2 separate regions of the Zea mays genome follow, and region 2 is linked to region 1. The links are chromatin contacts, called in public Hi-C maps. All regions are on one chromosome and are shown on one strand. The core of a region is the stretch at or near the end of the contact, and the rest is flanking DNA. Distances in the headings are between cores, read along the strand shown. Region 1 holds the start of LOC100282355. Region 2 holds the start of LOC100282278.

Region 1 (7,320 bases), core at 3,258-5,757:
ATAGGCGAGGGGCTGCATCCCACAGCCGCCACTGCAACCCCGGAACAGAGCGAGGCGACGCCGAGGCACCTCATCTCCGGTAAGTGAGATCCCTTCTCTTGTGGCATTCGACGATGTTTTGTTGGGTCCAGTATCTTGCTGTCGGCTGTATTTTTTGTGGTAAAGTTAGGGCGGTTCAAGCTGATGCTGATTAGCGTTCAAATCCCAGTGCTCAGTACTTCACTAGTCGATGCGTTTGAATGATTCGACTGGTGATTTGCGGGGCGTACTCCGCATGATTCGTCGTTGGTTAGGTAGCTGTGGCATTCTCGCATTTTATTTTTCACTTGTTCTGTGTTAAAGGTTAATTGCAGCCTTGTTCTTAGCTCAGTTACATCTGGTAGCGAAATGGTGCGTAGGGCTATCCATCTTAGAAAAACCGACCCAAATGTTCAGCTTTAGATAAGAGTTGTTGCATATTGCTTCCTCATGCAACAAGCAACCGTAACTATTCCCCAGATGGTCAGGTGATCAGTTTTCTCCCTGTTTAATGTTGCAAGGGAATCTCACATTTGCCAGTTGATATTTTCGACTATTTAGGCGAAGGGAAATGGCGACCGTTCCAGGGGATCTGATCTGGCAGATTGTGAGGAAGAACAACTCCTTCCTGGTGAAGCAGTTTGGCAACGGCAATGCCAAGGTGCAGTTCACCAAGGAGCCCAACAACCTCTACAATGTACACTCCTACAAGTACTCTGGTATGCTGCTCTCCTCAGTTTCTGGATTGATCTGCCTACAGAACACCTTATGTGATCTTAGTAATAAACAATAAATGATTTTGTGTTGACCGTTTTGCCTGTTTTTTTGTTTCAGGCTTAGCAAACAAGAAAACTGTAACGATCCAGCCAGCTGCTGGAAAGGACTCGGCTGTGGTCCTCTCTACTACCAAGACCAAGAAGCAGAACACACCCGCGAAGCTCAGCCACAAGTCTGTAATGCGCAAGGAGTTCCGCAAGATGGCCAAGGCTGTGAAAAACCAGGTAGTGGCACATGGAAATGCATAATGTTTGTCTCTATGGGGGATATGTGAGTGCTTGTTATGCTACATACTGCAAGACATAGCTCTTGCTTTATGTGCTGGGTATATAGATGGCCAAACGGGCCGGCACGTGACCGGCACGGCCCGTGGTCGGCACGGCCCGCCAAGCCCGGCTAGCGAAGCGTGCCGTGCCAGATGGGCCGGCGTGCCGCTGCCGCGGCCCAGGCACGGCCCGTCAGCCTGCTAGTCGTGTCGGGGCGGCCCAGTGGCACTATGACCCATCTGAGTATATGATATAATTTAGCAAAAAATATGTAGTTGTGGGGGTTCGAACTTACAACATAGTGCATAAGAGGCTTAAATGTATCCATCTAACCAGTGCAGCTACAGTTTTATTGTGTTATATGTTTAATTCTTATACTTAATATATGTAAACTATTATTTTTAAAATAAAAAATGTAACCGTGTCGTGCTCGTGCCAGCACTACGGGTCGAGATAGTGGCCCAGGCACGGCACTATAGCCGTGCCGTGCCAGGCACTGGCACTATACTAACCGGGCCTGACACTATACTAACCGGGCCGGGTCGTGCCTGGACCGTGCTTTTTCGTGCCGTGCTTGGACTGGCCCATCGTGTTAGTGCCAAATGGCCATCTATAGCTGGGTATTGTTTTGGCATTTATTTGTTGATTTGTTGCTGTTGGACTTTATGTGTTGGATACTGTTTGCACACTTGGTCCATGTTAATTCGTTGCTGTGATGAGCCATAACAAGTAAGAACAACCAACTGATCAACTGGTTCTTCAATGAAATATAAGCTGATACGCTTGGCTTCTGAGCTGCATATTGGTTTCATACTCTTTATTTAGTATTACTTCTAACATTATGTGTTCGTTTGTAAGATATTTGTTCTGTTGTGTTGCTTGAATGGTCCTGTGCTGGTTTCTCTTGTTAGGTAGACTCTCTTCTCTTTTATATTTTTGGGTTCCATTGCTAGTGCAAGGTTTAGCTGTGATGAGCCATAACTTTTAAGAAAACCAACCGATCAATTGGTTCCTTCAATGAAATATAAGCTGATACGCTTGGCTTCTGAGCTGCATATTGTTTCATACTCTTTATTTAGTATTACTTCTAACATTATGTGTTCGTTTGTAAGATATTTGTTCTGTTGTGTTGCTTGAATGGTCCTGTGCCGGTTTCTCTTGTTAGGTAGATTCTCTTCTCTTTTATATTTTTGGGTTCCATTGCTAGTGCATGGTTTAGCTGTGATGAGCCATAACTTTTAAGAAAACCAACCGATCAATTGGTTCCTTCAATGAAATATAAGCTGATACGCTTGGCTTCTGAGCTGACCTTGCAGGATATTTAAGTCTTGTATCATTGGTTTCCTGCTTTTCGTTTAGAATGAACACTAATAATGTACAGTGCTTCGGTTTCTAATTTGCCTTTTGTTTGTGCTGCAGGTTGGCGACAACTATTACAGGCCTGATCTGACCAAGTCGGCCCTTGGTAGGCTGAGCTCTGTGTACCGCAGCCTCCAGGTTGCCAAGTCTGGTGTCAAGAAGAAGAACAGGCAGCCTACGCACTAAGCCTGTGTTCTGTCGTTGGTGCCCATAGTCTCAGCTTATATTTATCCAATGTCTCCAACAGTTTTGAGACTTGTTAGAACTAGAGCAAATCGTGTTAAGATGTTGCCGTTTGTCATTCTATAGCAAGAATTCCATGACAAAGATTGCTTGGCACTTGATTGCTGCTTTGTTTGCAAGCTGGCTGGCCGGGATTACCCCTGATTTTTGTTGGGTTCTGGAACATGTATGTCTAGCTTCTTATTGGGTGCTTTTGGTTGCCTGTGGACTGTGGTTGCCTGCATATTGTCTGGCGAGGCTCACGTTCTGGTTGGTTGCCTATCAGCCTCTTCAGCGTTCTGGTTGGTTGCCTGGTCAGCCTCTTCAGCTCGATAGGAATTAGCCGTTTCTCTAAGGCCAGCCTCTGTCGGTGCAACCGTCTTTTCTAATGAGATTAACATGTAATTAGTGTCTATTAAATAAATTTATCCCGACATATGAAGGAATTGGCCGTTTTGTTAAAGACAGCCTCGGTGCAACCATTAGTCTTTTCTAATGACAGATTAACATGAAATTTGTGTATTAAATAAATTTAATTTATTTAAAAATGGAGACAACCGACAGGCCCATTGTGGCTTAGGAATGAAAATACCAACTATTGCTGTTAGACGTGGCCAGCAGCCAAGTCCCGTCGCAGGACTGTTTGCTGCATGTTTAGATTCATACGCTGAAGTGTTCAAATCAGGATGAGGTACAGGTACATTAGATCCATACGCTAGCTGGATACATTCGGACTGCAGAATATAGATAGTCATGGTTGGCATCCTGGCAGTTGGTTACATCTTGTGAGTAATCTGCGCGTTGCCGTTCAGCAGTTTCACCGGTTCTTGCTGCTGCTGCTGGGACCCGATCCGCTGCCAAACTGCGCGGTAAGCCGTGAGGCCAAGCTTGTGCACCCTGTCGTACACGGTCTCCGGGCGCAGCGGCGCGACGTAGAGGCCGACGGCGTCGAGCTGCCACCCGCTCCTCCCGCAGAAGCCGACGATGACGCCGCCGTCCACCGGGAACTCGAAGGGCGTGCCCTCCGCCACGCCGAACGGCCCGTACGCCCCCTGGTTGGTCCGGAACGCCAGCGAGCGGATGACCGGCGAGCCGCCGGGCGCGATCGGCGCGTAGTGCCCGCTCACCGTTGTCAGGTACTCGTCCGGGTAGCCCAGCTTGATCTGTGTACGTACGCGCGCACGGTTCAGAAACCACCCAGCGGAAGGAGCCGTGTCACTGATCGTGACTGACGGGGGTGATTGGTTTGGCGGCGGACGTGCCTGGGTCGTGTGGCTGGCGGCGGCTCCTCCGTGCCGCTCCCCAGTGACGGGCATGCCGTCCCTGTCGTACTCCACGCTGATGGACTCCATGAACCGGTCGTAGGACATGGTGATGCTGCGGATCCCGGAGTAGCCGCCGTCGTCCCACGGGTGTCCCCCGGCGCCGCCCCATGGGCCGACCTTGATCAGCTTCTTCTTCGACACCACCATCTTCCTCTGCGATTGCTGCTGCCCCAAAAAAAAAGACATGCAGTTTTTTTTTAAATTCAGACATTCCCCATTTCGGAAATCCTGTATGCTTTCAACCACACGCCCTAGTTAGTTCCTCTCTTTTCAAACCAATGAAAGAACGAAAGAAAAAAAGTTTCAGCAGTTTATGTCTGAACAGAGAGGCATGCGAGAAAGACGCGAAATTCCTAACGGCGCGCAGGAACAAAAAGCAAACGAACAGAACACTAGTGAAGTCCATGTGTGCACCATGTTTCCTTCCCTTCCAGGGGGGTCTTGAGAGAATGCACAAGTGGTTAGGTTTTGCAGCCAAAGTTCCTTGAAGAGCAAGGGTGCTTAATAGATAGACAAGAGGTACTGAAGAAATTGCCCAGCAAAACAAAAGGTGCAGCAGGATGGGACGGATAGCTGGGGACAAAAGAATTAGATGCCCTAAGGAGGGGGGCTAGGGGATGAGTACACTGCTTTTCTGGAACGATAAGCATATTGCACAAAGAGCGCTCTGTTCTTGATCTGGAAGTTTCGTAGGATAATCTTTGAAACTGTGGATAATCCTCGGTTCGGTTTTAGCAGCAATGTCCCTGGAATTTTTTTTCTATGTAATTAGATTGAGTAAACTGTCTATGAGTTGAAGTTACCTTACCTTCAAGAAAAATGGAAGATCTAACAACGGTCGCAGTGCTCCCTTAGACTCCAAGCTCACAAGGTCTTGGTACCTTTACTTACATCAGATGGTGACTCGAAAAACAGAAAACGATGGTGACTCAAGAACATTTTTTCTCTCCCAGTCAAGCTAGCTATGCTTTGTCAGTAAAGGGACGGGCATGAAAGGTCTGGTGGACGATCATGGAACTGGAGAACAATACGCCATTGAGCTGATAGCATCATTGGCGAGAGCGAACAACTCATCCTGCCCGTCGTTCTTTCTTTTTAAGCACATCCAGCCAGCCAAACTTGCATGCACGAAACACTGAAATGTCCACCACACAGCCCACAGGGACATATGTGTGATGTGTCCAACAATCATCACCGGGAGGGAGCCAGGTCCAGTTGGTTTCGGTTGCCACTGAACAACACACAGCTAAGGAGAATCTTAGCTGACAGCGTGCGCAAAGTCCAGAAGAAGCCAATAATACACACAGCCAAAGCCAACGAATTGGCAGATGATAGGTGGCTGTCGTTTTCTGAAGCTTCAGGTGCACTTGCGGTAATTATGGTGCCTGTGGCTTCAAGTAAATACCTGTATGTGTGTGTGTGACTGCAAAGCGACCGTGCCGTCTCTATCTAACCGTCTTTGTGACACCGTGCTGTCTGTGCCCTTTCATCGTTGAGCAGACTGGACTTTTCCAAATAAGCAAAACTGTCAGCCATATCCCCTTGGGCCGTCGGGTATATCGATGTGCATGCAGTGGTTTGTTTCATCGAGCCAGACTGTACTGCTGCAGCCTAGAATAGAACCCTGCTGATCTGTGCTTTGCTGGAATACATCGGTATCATCAGCAGCTAATCTGTAGTTCTCAGATGAGGTGTACTGCTGCCTGTTGTGCAGAGCATCCTGCACTTTCACTTTGTTTCTTGCATAGTCGCATTGGCTGCCAATTATTAAAAAGAAAAACGGTAAAGAAGCAAGTCCCCCAAATCTGGATTATGAAAAATCAGAAATCTGCTAATTGTAGATTGGTTCTATATATGTCACTGAGGACCAGCAGTCTCCTAGCTTTAAGCTAATTATGGGGTGGCACTAAATTATGAGCTGGCCGATGGGAAATACGTAGCGAATAGGCCAGACTGTGAACGTGAGGCCCCAACCCTCCGCCGCTCGCCTATAAACACGCGCTCTCACCGCCTCCGACCTCACTCACTCTCATTCGCAATTTCCCTACGAGCTCGAGCTCACGGCTCACCGCAGCTCAAAAGCCAGCACAGGCAAACCCCCGTCATGGCCTCCTCCAAGATACTGCGCGCCGCCGTCGTCGTCGTGGCCGTCGCCGTGTCCTCCTTCGCCGGCGCCGCCCTCGCCGCCGAGGCCCCCGCGCCGAGCCCGGCCTCCGGCGCCGCGGCCGTCTCCTCGTCGCTCTTGGCCGCCGCCCTCTGCCCGGCCGTCGCGCTCCTCCTCGGCAACCTGCGCCACTGATGACGCCTGCCTGCCTGTCCGACGAGAGCCGCCGTGTGCTGTCGCGTGATGTTATTGTCCTCTGTATGTGTGTGTGTGTGTTCCTGACCTGTGCGTGCCTTGTACCGCCACCCCGCGCGTGGATTGGAACTCTATCGATCGTTCGGAGATTCAGCGCGTTTGTTTCTGTAGCAGCATTGGTTCAGACTTCAGAGTGAACGTCGCCCAGATTTTCTGATGTTTTTTTTGGAAGCACGAACATTAAACATAATTCGTCTGATTATGTTTTTTTAAGCAGGGATGTCATACCGCCTTTGGGGGTATTTGCATCTCGTTTTCGCAAAGAAAAGCGACGCTTTTGTTTTGAGAGAGAAAAAAAGAGGGCAGGCAAAGCGTAAAACTAAAGCAGGCTAACAAAAGCAGGAGTTCTCTCACTTTCTTTTCTCTCTGCTGCTGCTGTAAAGCTGCGATGCCAGCGAATAATGCAACATTTAAAATCTGCCCCTTTTGTGCCGTTGCAGTCCTCGGGCGCTGTTCAGTTCAGCTGATTGAACTGAGAACTAATATTAAACAATATATATTATATGTGAATATATTATATGTAAAGACGAACCTGTTCCAGAGATAAAAATTAGTGGTTTATCGGTCTCAATTTTAACATATAACATCACATATAACATATAATAGTAAATAAGACAAATATTGTCTAAATTGACCACTAAATACTCAATTTTGGTATTATTCGGTTTTTCGGCAAAAATTGACGGTTTATCGGTCTCCAATAACGGGTTACCAGTCCAAAAAAACGATTTACCAGCGGTTTTCGATTTTTATGATTTTTTTTCATTTTTTTAAAATTTCAAACGAATTTTAAAAAATCAGTGGTTTACCGCCCATTTTTAGCGGTTTTGTAAACCATGGAGTAGAGTACCCGAGGTGTGCCGTGTGCGTGCCTGCGGGTAGCCCAACTTTGGTTTGGTCTGGTCCCGCGCGGCGGTTGCTTGCAGGCGGGCGAGCGGTTGGGCAAGGCCGCAGGACCACATGCACAGCATCCATGAGTTCAATAGAAACCAAT
Region 2 (7,320 bases), core at 2,348-4,847, 160 kb before region 1:
TGTGCCACTGAAATGCTAGGAAGGACATTGATAGAATCTATCGATCTGCTTATTTTCTTAAACTGTTGTATAGTGGTGCAAAATCCCAAAAATTATGGCCAACAACGAAGATAACATCAAAAACAGTGTCTGTCTGCAAGCTTCTCCTGAGAAATTTAAGCTTTCTAATGCTCAAGTTTTGTCTACCAAACTAGGAAGAAGAATTGAGTGAGAAAAATCTGCTGCACTTTTGTCATATATACTGAGCGAACTTAGATGACATCAGACGTTGCAGTTATCTGAAAGCATCATTGGTCACCTAACCAAATGTTACTCTTGGAGATAGTTGTTCCCCATTACTAGGTCTAGCAGAGAATAACGGAATTATACGACACAATAGGTTACTAAAAGTCGTATTTGGGATCAAGTTGCCTCAAGTATCTAGGCATGTGGCTTAGCACGCACTCAGCACAATACTTTCTGGTGTTTGCTTCTCTCGCTTGGTCACAGTCTATCATGAAAAGTTCAGTAGGAACTCATGTAACCTTCTACGAATTGCAGGTGAACAATGCACTTATGGATCTGATAAAGGCCACCGGATCTGCGATGAAACCTGAAGAGTGGTCAGCCCAGCCTGAGAACACATCGGGTAAGCTTAAGAAGACTAAACACCTCCGATTTCTCTTCAAGGCTAACTGTTCTGGATCAAATCTCTTACGCTGCGTCCTCATCAGAGACCGGGGCACTCATTTCCGCGAGGCCCATTACCGTCACGATGCGAACAGATGAAGGTGCAAATGCTGCCGTAGCAGTCTATAACTTGCTTGGCAAGCTGCAACTAAGCTTTCTTTATCTCATAGGGGTGATAGTCATGGGGTTTGAGCACATCAGGAACATTGTAAGGATAATGAAGCCAGCAAGGGTTGCACCAATTGACTCGTGAGGTAAATAAAAGGATACGCATCCTGCTCCCTCGATTGCAATACCAAACAAATTATTATTTGCCTTGTGGCTTCGCACCTACTGAACTTCCTCTGATTCTGCAGGACCAAAATACGTGTAAATTATTCTTTGAGACCTTGTTGTGGGAGTCGAGATGATACTTTTTCACTTCTCCCCCATACCTGGAGATGATGATTTTAGAGTAGCATCTCCAACACATGTGAAACTCTTCGGAGGAAAGGCCTGCTCATAGTGGCAGAATAATCCGACACGGATAACACTGAACAAACAGTGCCCGCCTGGACAGAAGTGTCTGGGCCACGGTTGGTGTATGCACATGTACCTGTATAAAGAGTATCTGTAACTTGCTGCTTCTATTTCACGGCCACATGCTGTGCTGGTGCTGTCCACCATGCTTCTGTACCATACTGAAATTTCAAAACCATTCTTTGTTGCTCATTTCCGTGTGGCTTGCTCCGCTGTCTGTTTTCTGCAGTAGCAGATGTAGGTGCTCTGAGTGGGTTATTGCAGCAGCAGTTAATCTGTTCCGATCGAGCTGACATCATCATCTTTCTTGCAAAGACATACACTGCGCTTAAGCGGCCGAAACGCTGCAAACGTGAAGATGCTGCAATACATTTCAGCAAATAGTAGCATAGGGTAAAACTGAAAAGCGAACGAGAGCGGCAGCCACAGATCTGGGTTTCACGACGTACAACACGATAATATCCAGGGCCTAGACGATCTGGCTGGGACGGCGTGCCAACCTTAAGCCTTGTTCGGTTAATCCCGTTACCCATGGATTGGATGAGATAAAGCCTTGTTCGGTTAATCCCGTTACCCATGGATTGGGTGAAACCTTAAGCCTTGTTCGGTTAATCCCGTTACCCATGGATTGGATGAGATAAAGCCTTGTTCGGTTAATCCCGTTACCCATGGATTGGGTGAGATTGAAAAAAATTAAGAAAGGATTTGACTTAGTTGGGATTTAAACTCATCCAATCTCACTCAATCCATGTGGATTGGGAGCTAACCGAACAAGCCCTTAGTGTGTCTGTAGGACACGTTAGCTTTAGGGGGTGTTTGGTTAGAGGGACTAAAGATTAGTCTCTAGCTTTTTGTCTCATTTAGTCCCTTTTTTACCAAACACTAGAACTAAAATTTGGACTAAAATAATTTAGTCTTTAGTCCTTCGCATATGTGCTAAAAGAGACTAAACCATATTAATTCCATATTTACCCTTCATTTAGTTCAATTGTACTAATAGCAGGAGAATGTTAAAAGTCATTTTAGTCTTCTTATAAGTCATTTAGTATATTCTTACTATTTTTAGCCCTATAACTAAATATGTTAGGGACTAAACTTTAATCCCCTAACTAAACTTTAGTCCCTAGACTAAAGAAATCAAACATAGTCTTAGTTCACTAAAGAGCATACGGGTAAAACACCTGAAATGACGTGCGTTATCTATTATCTCTGCTAGCTCGCGGACCATCCAGATCCAGTGCCACCTCTGATGTTCTTATCTGACGGCTCAGTGCTCACGTAGATGGTGCGGGCTGAAGAGGACTCCATGGCCCGGTTGAGCTTCCTAAACAGAGGGCTGACGGCGTCCTCCTTCCTTGTCCTCCTGTTGTTCTTTCATTCAGGTCTCTCTCATCTTTCATCTGCATGAACGGCCGCTGTGCTTCCATGCCTGCGCTGCGCTGCGCTGGTTAAATAGAAAATACGCGGTCGTGTGGAAATAAGCTGATGCCTCTGCGCCCTGCTTCTTCCATTTTGTCAAGGTCCGTCCGACACTGAATGAATTCTATAGTTTTTGGAGAAAGAATGAATATATCCTGATTCCTGAACCCCGATCCACAACCGGGAAAGGGCACCTTAGCTGATGTATTGACGTCAGGCGACATAAGCAAACGGATCAAAGAAGCACGCCGCCAGTTACGAGACGTGCTGGTGACCACCCTTACACACACACAAACTAAAAACACCACGCGAGCAGCGGATCCAGAAAGATACGGAGGATGGACTTATTCCTTTTATTTTCTGTATTTAAAATCGCATTTTTAAATTTCAAGTATAAAATTATAGCAGAAACTTAAGAGGGGCTTCCGGCTTCCGGCCTCCGGGGACCGTAGCGGGGGCTCGATCGAGCCCGGACAGCGGCCGCCCCGGTGCTGGATGCGCCCCTCTCATCTCATGAGAAGTAAGCTAGAATGAATTGGTGTTACAGAGATAGTGCGGAGGAGGGAGGGCTAATAACCTTGGCAAAATCAGGGACTCAGGGTGGACGGCTGCGCTGCCGCTTGCCGATGCCTGGCGTCCGGCGACGATCCACGGGCCACGGTGTAGGGTAAAGCACTTGCGACACGCGAGGGGAAGCCGGCGAGGAGGAAGAAGTGCCTCTTCTCTTCTACGCGCGCCGAGCGAGAGAGAATAGGTAGGTGAAGAAGAGAGGAGAGGAGGAGAAGGGTGGCCGCGCGTGCGGTCCAAACAAGGCGGGTGCAGCCGTGCAGGTGCTGCAGCGACGGTAGATTCGCTCGTCCGGGCAAAATATTCGCGCGCGCGCGAGGAATATTCCAATTGGCAACTCTGAATATGCCGTCAGCCTATCGGTTGGACCTCACTCCCTCAGCCCATCAACAAAATGGATCGTGCCCCACTGGACCGCGGATGTAAATGGGCTAGGCGTCGAAGCCTCTCCGCATAAGACACGGGCCTACGTCCAGTCGTCCACAGATCGGAGGAGAGAGCACTGACTCGTCTCCCTTCTCGTCTCCAGCGACGGCGAAGGCGAAGCGGAGGAGCGGGAGCAGAAACAGAAGAGGCAGCCATGGCCGTGATGGAGAAGCTCAAGATCTTCGTTGTGAAGGAGCCTGTTGTCGCAGCTTCCTGTCTCATCGCCGGATTCGGTACGCGCCCTGGCTTCTCCTCCGCAAACCCTACTAGATGTGCCCCTTGCTTTCGGTGTGCCTTGGCTTCGGGGTTCCGGTTGACGTTGACTCCGTCGTAGGGTTCTGGTAGGGCTTACATTTCTTTTCACTTGCTACTATTCGTTATATCCAGTATTCTATCTCAGAAGTTTTCAGTAGCTCTGCCCCAATGGCCATTGACACATGATTCATTAATATTATACTAACTGACAGGCTATACATTTACTTGTTCACTACAAAGATTCAGCTGTTACATTTCCCACCCAAGATAGTTAAACTGCAATGCTAACTAGTACTCCCTCCATTCCACATTGTAAATCGATATAGATTTGTGTAACTTTGACCAAGTTTATAGCAAAATATATTAAAAAGTGCACCATCAAAATATATTTCATGGTATATCTAATGAATTAGTTCGATGATGTAAATATCTGTGCATTTTTCTATAGTCGTAGTCGAAGCTAGAGTGGTTTGACTTAGGACAAAACTAAAATCGCTTACAATTTGGAATGGACGGAGTAGGAGTACTCTTAAGTACCTAAAGAAAAGTTGAGAAGCTAGCTGTAATTGAACTATTGAAGACAAAATAGGTTAATGCTAGACCGGTTTTCAGCTCAATTTGACTAGTTTTTGTTGCCTCTCTTCACTTTTAAATCTCTATTTCTGTTTTACCTGAAAATGTTCTATGTGAAATCCGCTGTATTTTGTTGGTGCAGATGTGTGCCATAATAGGTATTATTTTCTCCATCCAAAATCTGGTTATGCTAAGTTCCTAATCTTCCTCCAAAATTGCATTAAAAAGCGAACACTTGCTTTGCTTGTAGAGGTAGACCGCATTAGGTTATGTGTTATGAATTTGAATGGCATTTGAAAAGACTTGATTGCCAACAAGGAGGTTTCTACCGTCTACCAATAATAAATAGACTCATGAAAACCAATATAGCCTGTAGAAATTGCCCAATGCACACACAAAAAGTGTTAGCCCACATCATTTATGAACTCTGCTTTGTGGATTCATTCATTTGGATAGTACAAGTAATAGCTCTGTCCACTTTATGTGGTGTTGTAGGCTAGAAATGTTTGTGTGCATTTGTTGAATTTAACCTATTTATACCATTGTATATTAGTAACGTCAATAGTTTGCCTCAGTTTATCCTTCACAATCCCTTGCTATCTAGTTTGACTAAGTAACGGCGTTGTCCTACCCTAAACACGCTGGTGACAACTCACGAGCCAGAGTGATCTCAGGTTGACAGTTTTGTGTGGGAACTGGATAATTTTTTGCTGGCAGCTACTGTTGTTCAAATTTATGGAGCATCATAAGCACTAGGCATTCAATTCTTCTCACAGTTTCTACCTATAAAGGGTCAATTCAAAAGTGATGAGATTGAATGTACATTGTGTGAAGCCCATTTAAAAAAACAAGCATCGAACAACTTAAGTAGTGGTCTTGCTATGGTTATGATTCATGACCCAAAATGTTCTTGTGCAATTTGACACTTTGCAGCGATTAGCAGGGGACAAACGGATAGGAAGTGGTGCTGTGTGCGTCATAATTTCAGAAAGAAACAAGATCAATTTTATTGATTCTGTGAAGTGTGAACACACATTTTAACAAACTTGTTTCCTAAGTTTTACTGACTTGCCTGCCTGAACCTTTGCAATTATCTACTGGGAAATGTTAACACCTGCTATTGATTTGATTTTCCTTCTGCCAAATGATTTCAACTAACCTTATATGTGTAATTTCAGGTCTCTTTCTTCCAGCAGTTGTCCGGCCAATCCTGGATTCATGGGAGACCGCAGAAAAAGTTCCTCCACCACCTCTAAATGATGTATGTGATTTCTTCCTTTTTCGCTGTTTTATGTGCGCTGTTTTCCAGATCATATAAATGATAAACATTGCTTACATTCAATGTTATGGTCGCTAGATCGGTGAGGGATTGGAGAGGGGTATCGATGGACAGGAACGTCGGCCGGGGGCCTCTGCCCACGGCCGAGCAAGAGGAGGGTTTTCTCCCTTCTAATTCTTGTCTGCTTTATTTCCCATCCATTGATTACATAAATAGGCCAGCTGACCGCCCCTATCTAGCTAGAGATCCTTATCTCCTTAAAACTCTCCTAAAAACTCTCAACAAAATACTAACTGATAACCTTTATAGATAATCTCAACTAATCTTCTAATCTTATCTCTAACTATCCTTATCTAATCCCTCTTGGAGGCCCACAGAGGGGCTGCGGTAGCAGCAGCCATGGGTCCTCCAAGGGGATTAGATAAGGATAGTTAAAGATAAGATTAGAAAATTAGTTGAGATTATTTTGGATATTAGTTGAGATTATCTAGTAAGGTTATCAATTAGTAGTTTGTTGAGAGTTTTTAGGAGAGTTTTAAGGAGATAAGGATCTTTAGCTAGATAGGGTCTGTCAGCCGGCCTATTTATGTAATCAATGGATGAGAAAATAAAGCAGGCAAGAATTTGACTATTTATGTAATCAATGGATAAGAAATAAAGCAGGCAAGAATTCGAAGGGAGAAAACCCTCCTCTTGCTCGGCCGTGGGCAGAGGCCCCCGGCCGACGTTCCTGCCCATTGATACTCCTCTCCAATCCCTTACCAATCTAGCGACCATAACATTCAATTTCTTTTAATTTCCCAATTCAGAATGTTTATTTCCTATTCATCTTCAGTGACTCCTGTTTGGGCACTTCAAACTAACCTGTCCGAAAAAAGTCCCGTAAATGAACTCTAAATGTGTTGCTGGTAGCTCAGAGTAAATTGCCGAGGGCATAGTTAGCCTGCTGCCTGCCATTATTTTGACCTCCTTCGTTTGGCCAATGAAACCTGAGTACTTCCCTCAGGCAGTTAGATGCTGTTATCCTGTGACTGAAACTGGTCGAGGCAAGGTTTAATCTTTTTGTTACTTTGCAGGTGGTTGCGGGTGTCACCGGCAAGAAAAAGTAGTGAACTTGCATTGTTTTCTCATGTCGATGCTGTCCCACATTTTCTTCCCCATGTTTTTCTGGCGTCCAGATTGGAAGGCTCTCCAAAGTCACGGTCTCCAAAGTGACAGCTTGCTTGATTTTAAACAGTATCGACAGTGTTTTGTCTCTACACAGATTGCAGATATAGCGGTTTAAACAGTTCGCTTTAATCCGAAACGAACAGGCTATTTTACCTGAATCATATACTGCAATGTGTCAGTTTTAGAATTTTCCCCCTAAAACAAAGGTTGATAGAATGTCATCAGCACCTTTTGAATTGTGTTCTTCGTTACCAACTTACCATAATTCTCAGAAGCTATTAAGGGGTGATTGTTTCAACTTAAATTTGGATATTGGCCGTGAGAACAGCCAAATGCTTTCTTCTCGACCCGTTTCTGTGAGAATCACTTTAATGAAAATCCTCTGGGTCAACGTAGTAATCAAAGAATCCGCTGAGTCGTCAATGGGATAAATTGGTCACTTT

The links. A called contact is a pair of places that touch in the nucleus more often than the background predicts.
Region 2: a contact with region 1 is called in a Hi-C map of tassel, with 8 times the contacts expected there. The contact joins the promoter of LOC100282278 here to the promoter of LOC100282355 in region 1. A contact is called at or near these places in 13 of 25 Hi-C or Micro-C datasets (bundle sheath, ear, endosperm and 5 more).

What each region holds. Positions count from the first base shown.
Region 1 is chr8:63,726,004-63,733,323 of Zm-B73-REFERENCE-NAM-5.0, reverse strand. LOC100282355 reads right to left here and starts at 4,507. Exons shown (of 3, transcript NM_001371853.1): 1 at 4,382-4,507; 2 at 3,905-4,132; 3 at 3,296-3,805. The coding sequence starts at 4,384. The coding sequence ends at 3,419. LOC100281129 (60S ribosomal protein L28-like) reads left to right here and starts at 44. Exons shown (of 4, transcript NM_001371852.1): 1 at 44-79; 2 at 580-737; 3 at 853-1,019; 4 at 2,481-2,846. The coding sequence starts at 590. The coding sequence ends at 2,606. It overlaps LOC111590092 (small nucleolar RNA R24), which reads left to right and starts at 2,277; the gene lies at 2,277-2,369. LOC111590094 (small nucleolar RNA R24) reads left to right here and starts at 2,023; the gene lies at 2,023-2,115. It also overlaps LOC111590093.
Region 2 is chr8:63,888,262-63,895,581 of Zm-B73-REFERENCE-NAM-5.0, reverse strand. It overlaps LOC100282278, which reads left to right and starts at 3,597. Exons shown (of 3, transcript NM_001155190.1): 1 at 3,597-3,833; 2 at 5,607-5,689; 3 at 6,784-7,132. The coding sequence starts at 3,755. The coding sequence ends at 6,816. LOC101027216 (a long non-coding RNA gene) reads right to left here and starts at 3,341. Exons shown (of 2, transcript NR_169068.1): 1 at 3,185-3,341; 2 at 923-1,549. LOC100281755 reads left to right here. Exons shown (of 11, transcript NM_001411884.1): 9 at 541-628; 10 at 714-923; 11 at 1,026-1,379. The coding sequence ends at 922.